Regions from separate parts of the Mus musculus genome. Here all the other regions are linked to region 1. Evidence: chromatin contacts called from public HiCAR-type and promoter capture Hi-C data. All regions are on one chromosome and are shown on one strand. Each heading gives the region's core, a stretch centred on a gene start, on an enhancer-like site or on the middle of the called end of the contact. The rest is flanking DNA. Distances are from core to core; before and after follow the strand shown. Region 1 holds the start of Igsf10 (immunoglobulin superfamily, member 10). Region 2 overlaps Mbnl1 (muscleblind like splicing factor 1). Region 3 holds the start of Mbnl1 (muscleblind like splicing factor 1). Region 4 has its middle 39 kb from the start of Mbnl1.

Region 1 (3,046 bases), core at 307-2,806:
TGTGTGCTAGCTTCCCATTGGACTTTATCACTAAATGGGCTTATTATTGTAAACATATCTTCATAGCTTCTCATTTCCCAATGAAAAGCAGGATCCCTGTCATTAGAGATCATAATAATGTTATCGGGACAATTAAAGTTTGTAAATTTAACTCTCTTGTTTGACCAAGAGCCTTTTACACTTTTATATACATTTTAAAAATATTTTTATAAATATAAAAATAGTACATGTGCAATTTAGAAAACTTTGCACCAGTAAATAGATAAAAATTATATATATTTTTCACATTGCATTTATGAATGTACTTCTTTATATGATCAATTTTTGTAACATTGTATTATTTAATATGTGTTTTATTTATTTGGCTTAACCTTCCAAAATACTTTTACAGCTGTAATAACCCACTAGAAAAAAAGGTCAAATTTCTTTCTAGCATGTCTGCAAGTCCTTGCCAATAAGGACACATGGGCCTTTTCAGAGCCAACTAATGACCGGGAGGACAGTAAACTGACCAGCTGGGAGGGCTGAGTCTCTGACTTTGCAGGCATAACACTGTCTGCTCTTTCTCTGCTTGGAAACACCCCTCTGCTTACTGACACAGTGATGGGGAGCATGGCCAAGGAAGAATTCTGCTTCTCTTGTTAGAAAATATCTTTAACCCGCACGTGGCGAAGGCTCAGTGATCCCTCCCAACCTGGAGCTGTTATGAATGAGTTTAACCCAAATTAAGATTTACTAATGATTACTTCTATGCCTACACTGTCACTGTTACATCACTGAATATTTTTGAATACTCTCTGCGTGATGATTAAAAAGCAGATGAGCTTGCTATTATTAGATAAACAAAGATGGTACAAGGTAGCTGGGAAACAGAAGAGACTATATGCACCTTAAGAGTTAGTTATAAGAGAAGAGAGCCGTAAATGAATACCACATGAGTTCCCGTACACTTAAGCCTCAAACTGTATTTAACAAAAGAGTTGGCAATACCTGAGCTCTTCTGTCTTGCTTTTGAATCCTCTTGTAACATAAGCAGAGACAGGAAATCTTCTGAGGAGAGCCTTCACCTGATTGAAGGAACGTTCTTTGCTTCCAACGGGAGCAAAAGGCTTAGTAGGCTTAGTCTTCACTAGCTGGGGGACTGACTCTTCAGAGAACTGGAGGCGCTTCTGTTATTTTAATGGTATCATACATTTCCAAACTAACCAAAGCTTTCCTTTATCTGATTGCTGCTGCTGCTGCTGCTGCTGGAATGCTCTTCCTTCTCCCTCAATAGTATAGGTTAGTTAGTTCTCAAACTCACCTAAACTTACAAGTACTAATCGATCACTCCTTCTTTCCGACGTCCCAGGCGTTTCTCCTCAAATTGCTTGCTTTGCACAAACACGTCATCAGTGTTTATGAAAGCGTCCCAGGCTACATATAATCCTTCCCGCTCCTTTTGCCTGGCTTCAGTCACTGAAGCGATGTTCCCTTGGTCGCTGCTTTTGTCCCAACTCCCCTCCAGTACTTTCCTTTTCCTGGACCCTTCTGCCCATCCCACCCTCTGTCTCGCCCTGAACCCCAGCTCCCACATCTACCAGACTCTCTGGGTCCCTTCACTTCCCGAGGGGATTAGCAGCCGCTCACCTCTGCCTTGGGCCAATGGAATTGCACCGCCTTTGGGGTCTGCTCAGCCTCTAGGGGTCTTCACTCGGGAGGAGGGCGGGGCAGGTGACGCAGCTATAGCCTCGGCTTCTGGGAATGGGCGGGCCATCGACCCGGGACCACCAGCGCCAACCCAGGCTCGCCTGCGAGTTTGCTCCTCCTGTGCTGGTAAGCCCTGGGCTTTTCCTGTCTGGTGGCAGGCTCTGTGGCCCGGGCTGGCTCAGGGGCTACAAATTCTTTCCTTTCGTGACCTCTCCCATCTCCTAACAGGGGGAGGGGGAACCTAGACATAAAAATAGGAGAGGTACTATTGCAGGGAAGGAAAAGGATTAAGCTTGGGTGGGTGAGTGAGCAGATGATGCCCAGGAGAAGGTAAAGGTGTGTGTGTGTGTGTGTGTGTGTGTGTGTGTGTGTGTGTGTGTGTGTGTGTGTGTGTGTGTTGGGGGCGGGGCAGAGGGGGCTGGGGCTGGTAGTGGTGCCAAATATGCTGACAGCATGTGATATACTTGAATAAAAAAACATGTCATAGACCCCGTAAGTCTTCACAATGAATATATGCTAATGATGGTGGTAACAACAACAGCAATAACATTCAAAGACGCTTCAATCACTGTGGTTTGTCCTGGGTTTGTGACTCCCCTTCTGTTTGCAAGTTGAGATAGCAGTGAAGTGAGGTGTCTGACTTTCTTTTTTTTTTTTTTTTTTTTTTTTTTTCCATTTTTTATTAGGTATTTAACTCATTTACATTTCCAATGCTATACCAAAAGTCCCCCATATCCACCCACCCCCACTCCCCTGCCCACCCACTCCCCCTTTTTGGCCCTGGTATTCCCCTGTACTGGGGCATATAAAGTTTGCAAGTCCAATGGGCCTCTCTTTCCAGTGATGGCCGATTAGGCCATCTTTTGATATATATGCAGCTAGAGTCAAGAGCTCCGGGGTACTGGTTAGCTCATAATGTTGTTCCACCTATAGGGTTGCAGATCCCTTTAGCTCCTTGGCTACTTTCTCTAGCTCCTCCATGTGGTACATCTACACAATGGTGTCTGACTTTCGAATGTACTCTTCCGCCCTGGGAGAGGCACCTATCCTCTTCCTCTTTGTTGGTTATCTATGTTTGAGGTGTACAATATGAAATTATCAGCTACATGAAGATAAAACAAACGTATCTATCACTTTATTCTCTCTATGTAAGTGTGTGTGTTAGTAAGATACACTCGTTTGCTGTGTATCTTAAATAGAATTATTAAATACAGTCCTCATATTATACATTAAGTCTCTGGATTACTTCACTCTGTAGTTGTTGCTTTGTGTCCTCTAATCTACAAGTATCCTTCGCCATCCCCACTTGCATAAACCATCTTTGTCTATATTCTGCATATTTGACTATTAAGGAAAA
Region 2 (3,046 bases), core at 214-2,713, 1.2 Mb after region 1:
ATTATAGTTTGGAATACTATATGGACTAACTTTCAAAACTAGTTGCTTACATCTTGGACTTTTTTTCCCCCCTTTGGCAGAACTCACCATAGTTGAATCCTTCATTTAGTTAGGACCTGTTCTTGCTGGTCCCATTTGTAGTTTTATTTTGAGAGGTCAGTGGTTAGGTACTTATACTTAAAGATAAACAAGTCTAATGCAATTGGTATGAATGTGTATCCTAATACAATGTCTAGGAGCTCCAGCTCACTGAGTAGACAGGGGTTCAGTGATGTATTTATGAACAGTCAAAATACACCTTCTGTGGTTCCCCAAAGTAACAGAAAGGTAGAATAACTGATGCTGGAGCATTAAGTTGTCATGTCAACATCCATAATGTGCTTAGCATAGCACTTAACACAGAAGCCTCATGCAAGCTTAGTAAGTATTAATAATTAATAATAAATATTCCTTTATCATAACAAGATGCATCTTTTGGTTTTAGATCAGTGCTGTCGGGAGGGGAGGATACAAGCTGGAGGTTTCCTGAATAAGTGGACCAGGAGCTAGCATGTGTATGCAAACGCTGCCTTAGTAATTTTAAGAGCCAGATAGAAGCATGCCTATGTTTTACCTAAGGTTACCTCCTGACTTCTTCCATGTTATCATCCACATTGTAATGTCACAGTGATGAAAAACATGCCCTACAAAGACACCACCAAAGATTATTATGTAAACACTGGGCCTTTTGATTATTAGCTGGTTTGATTTGCAATCCCTAAAACATCATAAATGGCTTGGCCATCGTCTATGTGCTGAAAAATATAATTGGAGCAATTTGAATACACACACACACATATGTACATATATATATATATATATATATATATATATATATATATATATATGTATATATATATGTGTGTGTGTATATAATGATCTGGCATTTCCAGTTTTATGATGCCATAAAAAAGCAGCCAGCACATGTTGGACTGTTTAATGGTCCTGGCACCTACCAAATGTCACTGGACTTTACAAGGTCATAGAAACTCCACTTTGGTTCAGGGGTATAGACTGGATCCATCTCTGTAGCCCACACAGTATATGGAACCAGGAATGTTGATGGTGCTGGTGAAGCCTCCACAGCACTAGTGTCTATATATTGTTAGGATTCTGTGGCATAGAGACCACACGTTTATGAGAAAAGCAAGACTGTTTCTTTGTGTGCCATCCTGTCAGAGGCAGCTCTAAATAGATCTGGATTTCTGGTGATGACGGTGCAGATGCAACCTGCTGTCACAGCTGCATGTGTATGTGATCTCTCATAAGCAAAAGCTGCTGGGGGGAGACATGATATTTTTGTCACAAGAATGTCTGTGATTTGCTGCCGTTTCACTTCCTCCCCCCTCCCCCCCCAAGGTGCCAACCCAAAGCTTGTGCACTCAGAACACCAAGCAGAGGTATAGAGTTTCACTTTGGTCATTTCCAAGATGATTAATGGAGTTGTGCAATGCAGGCTCCTGAGCACTCTGGGAAAGTCACAGTATCCCAGTGAGGTGGAGTGCCTTGATACTGCGTCAGCAGGGAGGGTATTTTGGGATATTGTAAATGTCACTATTGGTTTTAATATACAAGAATCTTCATCATCAAACCTTAGGAATGTTCTACAAAACACTGCCTAGAACAGCTATTGAGTTCTATAAATGACTCTTTAAGTAGCTAGAAACTGTTACCTAAAATCTCCCATTTGTGACCCAGTTAGATATGGATGAAGACAGTTTAGGGCTTATTATATGGAGCCAGTATTCCTTCAAGTAATGATAAATTATAAAGTTAACTGGCTGTGAGTGTGTGTGTGTGTGTGTGTAATAAGAACTTGTCATGGGACCAGAAAAGAGGAAAGCCTGAATTCCCAGTCCATTCTGTTTCAGTTGAATACATATTTTGTATCTATGGTAAACTAACTGTAAGAAGTTGAGATATAATTTATCTATCACTCTTTTCTAGTAAATATCTTAACATTCAGACTGTTTACAGAACTGTGCAAGAAAAATAAGTAAATATTGAAACTCATTCATTCATGCTTTCAAGGTTTTTAAAGTGTGCAGCTCTTAGTAATTGACTTAATTAGCAGGGATAACTGGTCAGCTGCATGCTCCTTTTACTTCATGTTGCTCAGTATAAACTTAATACTTTATGTTTGAGGACATTTCCAGAATAACCCTTTCCATTGAAAATGGTAACATTTTTAGAATGCATAGAGCTCTCTTTAGAATATCAGCTATTGTACATGTAGAATAAATGGACCAAAGTCTTAATCTCATGGTAGATTTGTAAATGAGGTTTTTAAGACTAGAACTAAGATTAACCACGGCAGAAGACTAGAATCATAATCTAATAGAATCAGTGCACTGACAAGAAGAATTACAAGTGAGGTTAGAGTGGTAGTGTCTCTGTCTACATCCCCCATTTCCCCCCTTCCTCCTTTCCTTCCTGCCCTCTCTCCTTCCTGTTTCTGTGAACACTAAGGGAGTTGTTGATATGGAAGCAAAGACAAAGGAACCCATGAGGAGAGTTCTGACTGAAAACTGGGTAGGATAGGACCTTCATCTTGGTTTTTGAGCTTCTAAAGCTGAGAAAATTAATTTCTGTTTAAATGACCCAGTCTGTGACATTTTTCTTATGGCATCCCTAACTGACTAATAAAGCCTCCATTATATTTCACTGGGTGGGTATAAGTCAGTGTTTGTCTTTCAACTGGTAATTATCTTAATGATGTCCACTGCTGTACCCAGCTGGGCATGATAGTCTGGTACAGTCTAAACATCCTGTAGTACTCCAACCCACACAACAACATTTATATGTGGCCCTAATTGTCCATAATGCCGATGTTAAGAAAGCTAGCATGTCTTTTCAGGGTGCAGGTCCTCTTGCAAACTTGCAAAAGCCCTCCATGGGTGCAAGCAAGCTATAAGGAACACTAGCGTAGGAGCTTCTGCACAGTCTGTTTTAGTTGCATTGACTTTTTTCTCTGCACTTGCAAAATCACATAAAATGATTGTTAGTG
Region 3 (3,046 bases), core at 235-2,734, 1.2 Mb after region 1:
GAGTTAACTGGCTAATGGGCTGTGAATATCTCCCATTCTCTACCTGATCCCAGCACTGTGGTTACAGACACTTGCCTAGATGTTCGGAATTTGAACTCAGGTTCTCAGACCTGAGCTCCAGCTTCTTTACGCAGGAGTCATCTCCCTAGCCAGCTAGCCTATCCAGGCAACTCTCTTTTTATCTTAGCAACTTCTGCACATCCTTCAAGGCGCTGCTTGCATAAGTTCCTCCAGGGAGCCTTCCCTCCTTTTCTCAAGGGCATTTTGGATATTTGCCTACCATCTTAGCACCAGCTGGCTGGTGCTCTTTTCTACCATGCTGCTCCAAAAAGTACAATCCGTGTACTCCATCCTCCTGCACTTACCTCCATCCTACCTATACTTAACTACTTCTGCCATAGCTCACATTCCATCCAGTTGCTGGAATGAATGCTGAGAAAGTCCTCAGGCGCTGGTGGTTACTAATTGTCAGTTAGAAACTCCCTGTCTCTGTTCTCTGAGAAAATGCTACTGTCATTCTACTTTGTTTCCATTGTTGGGGACTTGGGAACTTTTAATAATTAACACTGAGAAGTGGTACTAGTTAATTAATTAATTATTTCAGGAAGGGATCAGTAAGCAGCAAGTCCGTGTTTCATGGACCAGCAGAGGATCAAGATCTGTTACTAGTACCTCTGCAAACTAGTGGAGTACTTTATTTATTTATTTATTTATTTACTCCGCCTAGGAGAGTGTGCCTGACCCACTCAACAGAAACAGGGAGGGAGAAATCCAGTTTGCATTCACTCACCTCAACTCATGTTCAAACCATGAAACAAACGTTTTTATAGTTAAAAATCATCCCTGACGAAGTTATCAGAATTCCTTGAAATTCACTGGAAATCCCGTCCGCAGATCTTCAAACTTTATCTCTTCTCAGAAGCCCAGAATTCTTTTCTTTCAAAGCCAAGTTACAGGACAGCAGCTAATGAACTAGGAGCTGGTGTTTCATTTGCTCAGGCGGGCAGTTGCCCAGGGCTTGTTTGCGTGGGAGTACCTCTGCAGCGCCTAAGATGTTATTTTATTTTAAAAGAGGGAGCCCTGCTTGCTTTCTGTACACCACACTGCAGAGTTGGAAGTAAGGGAGCCTTTAAACTGCAAGTTTTATTTGCCGATAGGACAGGAAGGTGGCCTGGGTTTGTGTTTGGGTGACGATCAGTTTTCTCGCAGAACTCCAAAACTGTGAGTGCTGAGAAAGATACCCACCAACACCCGTGCAAGCTTCTTTCCCGCCCTTCGCCTTCCAGGTTCCAGGCGATGCGCTGCTTCTGCTGCTGCAGGCCGGGCAGCTAACTCTAACCTTCCGTCTAACCTTGCGGGCCTCGCGGGCTGGGCGCGGAGCCCCGGGAGCTGGAGCGGCGGTGAGCGGCGCGGGCCCGGGCGAGCGAGCGGGCGGGCGGGCGGGGGCCGGGGCTGCGCGTGGGAGCTCTGCGCGTCCGCGCGCCTTCCTGGCGGGGCTGGCGCGGGGGAGGGGCCGCGCAGCGGCGGAAACCGGCGCGCGGCGATAAGAGGCTGCACGGCGACATGCCACAGTCTCTCGCCGCAGCCCGTCGAGTCGGGGCGCTCGCCATGCTCCCGTGACCCGGACCCGGCCAGTTCCCTTTCCCGTGGCGGGCATCCCGGAGTCGCGATCCCACAATGCCCCGGGCAGTCGGGGCCCCGGCGGGCAGCCTGCACGGCCACGTGAGAGGTGAGTGGCGGGGCGGCCGCGCATTGTTCTGCGCTGCGGGCGGCGCTGCGGCGGCCTCGGGTGGCGCTCGGGGGTCCCCGGGCCGCACCGCGATCGCGCGCTGCGGCTACCGGCCCTGTCCCGCGCCTCCCTGCGGGCCCCCGTGGGGCGCCGCGGGACAGGACTAGTGGCCGGTGAGCCGGGGCAGGTGCGTGGCCGAGTGCTGTGAACTCGGTGACCTCTGCCAGGGTCGACGGGGGGCGGCCACTGGTCGCGCGGGTCCCGGCCGCGCCCGCATCCCTCTGCCGGGGCTGCCACCCAGCACCGGCTTCATGTGGGCCAAGTATGTGCACGCAGAGGTTAATGCTCTGCTTGCCACCCATAAATTACGCATGACATGTTTAGTTGGGCTGCCTTATATGGAGAGTGCTGTATTTCAGTCCAGTGTGCTTTTTGCCAAGTTTACAGGGAGGAAGACGCCCTGCTTGAGAGGGCTGCCGCTTTTCCTCCCTTTCTGGTGGTTTTGTAGTGCGTCACTCAAAAACTGTAAGAAAAGTAAGTATAGAGCTTTCCGGGTGGAGCCACAGTAGGCTGGTAGAACAGCTTTCATGATAAGTAGTCAGTATATGGACTGGTTTTTTAAATAAAAACAAGAGAAATATGAAACCTTTCCTCACTCCTCCCCCCGCCCCCCCAAAAAAAAGACCGAGTCTGATGTTGTTAGTAATGTGCCATATGAGAATACTTTGATTTTAGAGGATGTAACGTGAGATTTAAAGAAATTACACACACACACACACACACACACACACACACATACACACACACACATGCATGTATGTATAAATGGAGCTGAAGCCTTCCTGGCTAGCCCACAGCATTTTACAGCTACATGGGTGTTGAGACAAGCCTATTACGCTGCTAAGATGGGTTTATGTGCGGTATGCATCCCCAGGATTAAAAACAAAGTTAGAAGCAGCCTGGAAGGTTATTGCCACTGTTTTAGGTTTCTGTGTCCACCAGCACAGGCACAGACCATAGCAAGTGATTAATAAAGTCTGCAACACTCTGAGCTATTTCACAAACAAATTAATTCAAGGAGAGGGAAGTCATAATTACGGCCTTTGGATACGCAGGTCTTCTGCAGCATGCTTTGAAATAGTACACTAGTGGGCATGTTAGACCTCCTTCCTGGGTTTCAACACAGTGTTCATACAAGGAACTTACTTAGGCCATAACTTTCCAAACCAGGCTGTCTCTGTCTATGGCTTTACAATGTTGGTGTTGTTACCTGGTCCTATTTGTAAGATAAAATTCTGATCCCCAAAGATAAGTTGA
Region 4 (3,046 bases), core at 302-2,801, 1.1 Mb after region 1:
ATAATAAAAACATATATGTCTATTATAAATAATATATGTATATATTATAAATAACATATATGTATACATTAAAATCTGAATACATTTTATGGGATGTTCTATAAAGGAATACATATTACTATTTCAATGTTTAAAGTGGTTGGGAAAAATGTTGTCTGGTACTTGGAATTAAAATCAGACTTGTGTATGTGACAGACAGATGCTCTACCTGAGCTAAAACCCTACCCTATGAAAAGAATTTGAATTATTTCCAAACTTCCCTCTCCTTAGATATTATGTGTTCCACTCTATAAATAACAAAAAAATAGGAAGTCAGTTCATAGGATTCTGCTATAATATAATAAAGAAAATAATAAAAACCTCAAATTTAAAATTTTAATCTAGGTGACATATAGATAGGTATAGATACAGATATAGATGATATAAATATAGATGTGTCTGGAAGAATATATATCCAGATAGAGTAGTAATTATACCCAGATAATTGAAATAAACAATAAATTTTAGCCTTCACAGGTTTGTCTTTGGATTTCCAAAGTTTGATAATGATCTCTTTCTACAGCTCCCAAACATAATATAGCTAAATAGATTAAATATAGATGTATACATATAATAAATGGCTTGATACACATATTTATATACGTATACTGCTTGTGTATACATTTATGCATTTGCACATACATTCTTTCATAAATGGGTTTCCACAGGGCATAGTACATTATCCTGACAGTTAAAAAAGCAAACTGCAGAAGCCTCTGAGTTAGTTGGGTGTAGAATGATGGATCACGTTCTTTGGCGTGTGCCATAAATTAAAGCTTTGATAAGTTTGCGAAGTTTCAGTCACTATAGAACAGAAGTGGTGTCTCAGAAGCTTTTTAAAAGCTGTATGACTGCTGGCAATTGGCTTTGGGGAAGAAACGGATGCATTAAGCTTCCATTTCTTCATGTTTTACAACAAAATAGTACATTGTAAAGCTCTTCAGTATGTCAAAATGACTGTCCAAAGGCTGTCTGTAGTGGCCAGATGGTAGACTATATTTACCAGCTACTGTCAGAATTGGTCCTCAAATGTCAAAAATAGTTAATACAATTGAGAAAGACATCTGCCTTCAATAAACATAGAACTACTTCCCCACTTAGAAATACTACATCATTTTAGAATGTGTTACTGCGAATCTGCCTTTTTCCAAATGCAAATTTCACCGCAGCTCCAAATAAACAAACAAAAGCAATCGCTTAAAGCTAATGTATCATGCTATGAGAGCTTCTAACACTAATGGCATTGCACACACTAATGGGAAATGCACACACACTAATGGCACCTCTGTGTCCTGGAACTCTGATTATGAAAGCAGCTCAACATTTCACTGTGGCTCTGGCTTGCTGTGGCTGCCACTAAGGGCTATTGCATAAGCCTCTCAGTGTAAGAGTAATATTTTCTACCTCTTCCCTTTGGGTCCTATTTTTTCTTGACCTGATCCCTAGTCTGCAGTACGTACTACTTACTGTGTTGTGTATATTATTTGTTATGCATACATATGAGGGTTTTTGTCGTTGTTTTACTATAGAAATAGCAAACCTCTCTTCATCCAGCTGGCAGGAGGGGAATATTTTACTTACTATCTAAAAATCTGCTCAGTTATTTGAAATGCCTTTATGGAAAAAAGTGGTTCTTAGCAAAGAAGTGGGGAAGAAAAATTTGAATTTTTTAAAGTATAATTCATTTCCTAAAGCAATTCTAGGACTTAGAATTTATATATGCATTTGATTAAAATTTAACAAAATTTCCAGAATAAAAAATATTACATTCTTAAAATATTTTATATTTACAAAAATAAAAAATGAAGTGTCAATCAGAAAATTTAATTTAAAGACATTTAAGTATACCAAATTAAAAATTGAAAGCTATTTTAATGTATAATATTTATATTATATATGTTATAAGACTAAAAGGGATATTATTTGCATTTTTAATTTAATGGTCCTATTATACAAACATAATTTTTGATATCCTACAATGATGAGGATCCAGGTTGGGTCAGCAATTTTTGGATGAATAATTAATATATTTACATATAACATACCAGTGATAGGAATGTTCCAAGTCTTGACATGGACAAAAGAAAGAAGGTATTGAGAGACCCCTACTCAGCATGAGATTGCCCAGCTGGGGTGTAGCTCAGTGATATGGTGGGTGCAACATGCAGCATGTCAGAAAGAAAACAATAGAGGATGTAAGATGAGATTCCTGGTTACCCTTCTCTAAATGCGTGAGCTTTGTTGCCCATAAAAACCTTAAGTGTACAACAGGAGTCTAGGGAATGACATCATTGCTAACCCGAGTAAGGAACCCAAACCTTTAAGGATGCTGTAGCTCCTAGCATCCTTTCACTGGAACAAAATTTGTCCTGCATCTTTTCCCAGCTGATTCCTGTTATACTCTAGAAATGACAGTGCAGAATAATGCTGCCTGATGCTACTGGGCAACTGAAATGAGGCTGGTGTGACTGAATATTGAAGTTTTCATTGGGTATCATTTTAAGTGGTTTAAATTTATATTTAAAGGTGGAAATAACATGATTTTGTGTATTTCTACCTATTATTACATTTTTATATTATTGTTAAATATCATTACACTGTTAGACTATTAGCTTAAATAAAATACTTTGTTGTTATTCGTGTCACCTGTTTATTTAAAGTTCATTTTCAAATCTTCTTTCTCTTCCTGGTTCTCCTGTTGCCATGGCTCCTCAGAGTTTCCTAATAGAAGAGCATGGATTTCTAGTACTGTATCTTTCTTGTTGGCATGAATCATACAATTGTTGTTGAACCAGTCAAAGGTTTCACAAAGGGAAAGTATTTAATCCATTTGCAGACAGTAATCACATGTTTTCAGCAATGCTAAGAAGTTCTAGAAGCACCATCCCTTAGCACATATCCAGCAAGGACTTGCTTCTCCGAGAAATATCTCAGAGATTCTGCAAGGAACAAGCAGTAATGGGCTTGAACGGTGCAGATGCCCATAGCTAACACACTGGGAGTTCTT

Evidence for each region. Promoter capture Hi-C pulls out the DNA fragments that hold promoters and counts their contacts. HiCAR-type assays count read pairs that join an accessible place to other places.
Region 2: a contact with region 1 is called in a HiCAR-type map of fibro-adipogenic progenitors, with 6 times the contacts expected there. The contact joins the enhancer-like site here to the promoter of Igsf10 in region 1. A contact is called at or near these places in 6 of 39 promoter capture datasets (cranial neural crest, hippocampal neurons, liver and 3 more) and 1 of 115 datasets of contacts at active chromatin or transcription factors (fibro-adipogenic progenitors).
Region 3: a contact with region 1 is called in a promoter capture Hi-C map of liver, with 3 times the contacts expected there. The contact joins the promoter of Mbnl1 here to the promoter of Igsf10 in region 1. A contact is called at or near these places in 8 of 39 promoter capture datasets (cranial neural crest, frontonasal cranial neural crest, hippocampal neurons and 5 more) and 4 of 115 datasets of contacts at active chromatin or transcription factors (the NIH/3T3 cell line, astrocytes, embryonic limb bud and 1 more).
Region 4: a contact with region 1 is called in a promoter capture Hi-C map of stem cell-derived epiblast-like cells, with 5 times the contacts expected there. The contact joins the enhancer-like site here to the promoter of Igsf10 in region 1. A contact is called at or near these places in 7 of 39 promoter capture datasets (the 3T3-L1 cell line, the C10 cell line, hippocampal neurons and 3 more) and 1 of 115 datasets of contacts at active chromatin or transcription factors (microglia).

The regions. Positions count from the first base shown.
Region 1 is chr3:59,342,700-59,345,745 of GRCm38.p6, forward strand. It overlaps Igsf10 (immunoglobulin superfamily, member 10), which reads right to left and starts at 1,557. Exons shown (of 7, transcript NM_001162884.1): 1 at 991-1,557.
Region 2 is chr3:60,588,183-60,591,228 of GRCm38.p6, forward strand. All of the region lies in intron 2 of Mbnl1 (muscleblind like splicing factor 1), which reads left to right. Among named protein-coding and RNA genes, the nearest start is that of Mbnl1, 89 kb to the left of the region's middle. Within about 2 kb of position 1,464, at least 51 of the 459 cell types and tissues checked have an H3K27ac peak or open chromatin away from gene starts, as enhancers often do. A contact at or near this core is called in fibro-adipogenic progenitors, where this site is marked.
Region 3 is chr3:60,499,695-60,502,740 of GRCm38.p6, forward strand. Mbnl1 (muscleblind like splicing factor 1) reads left to right here and starts at 1,485. Exons shown (of 10, transcript NM_020007.4): 1 at 1,485-1,729.
Region 4 is chr3:60,461,015-60,464,060 of GRCm38.p6, forward strand. No RefSeq gene overlaps it. Among named protein-coding and RNA genes, the nearest start is that of Mbnl1, 39 kb to the right of the region's middle. Within about 2 kb of position 1,552, at least 7 of the 459 cell types and tissues checked have an H3K27ac peak or open chromatin away from gene starts, as enhancers often do.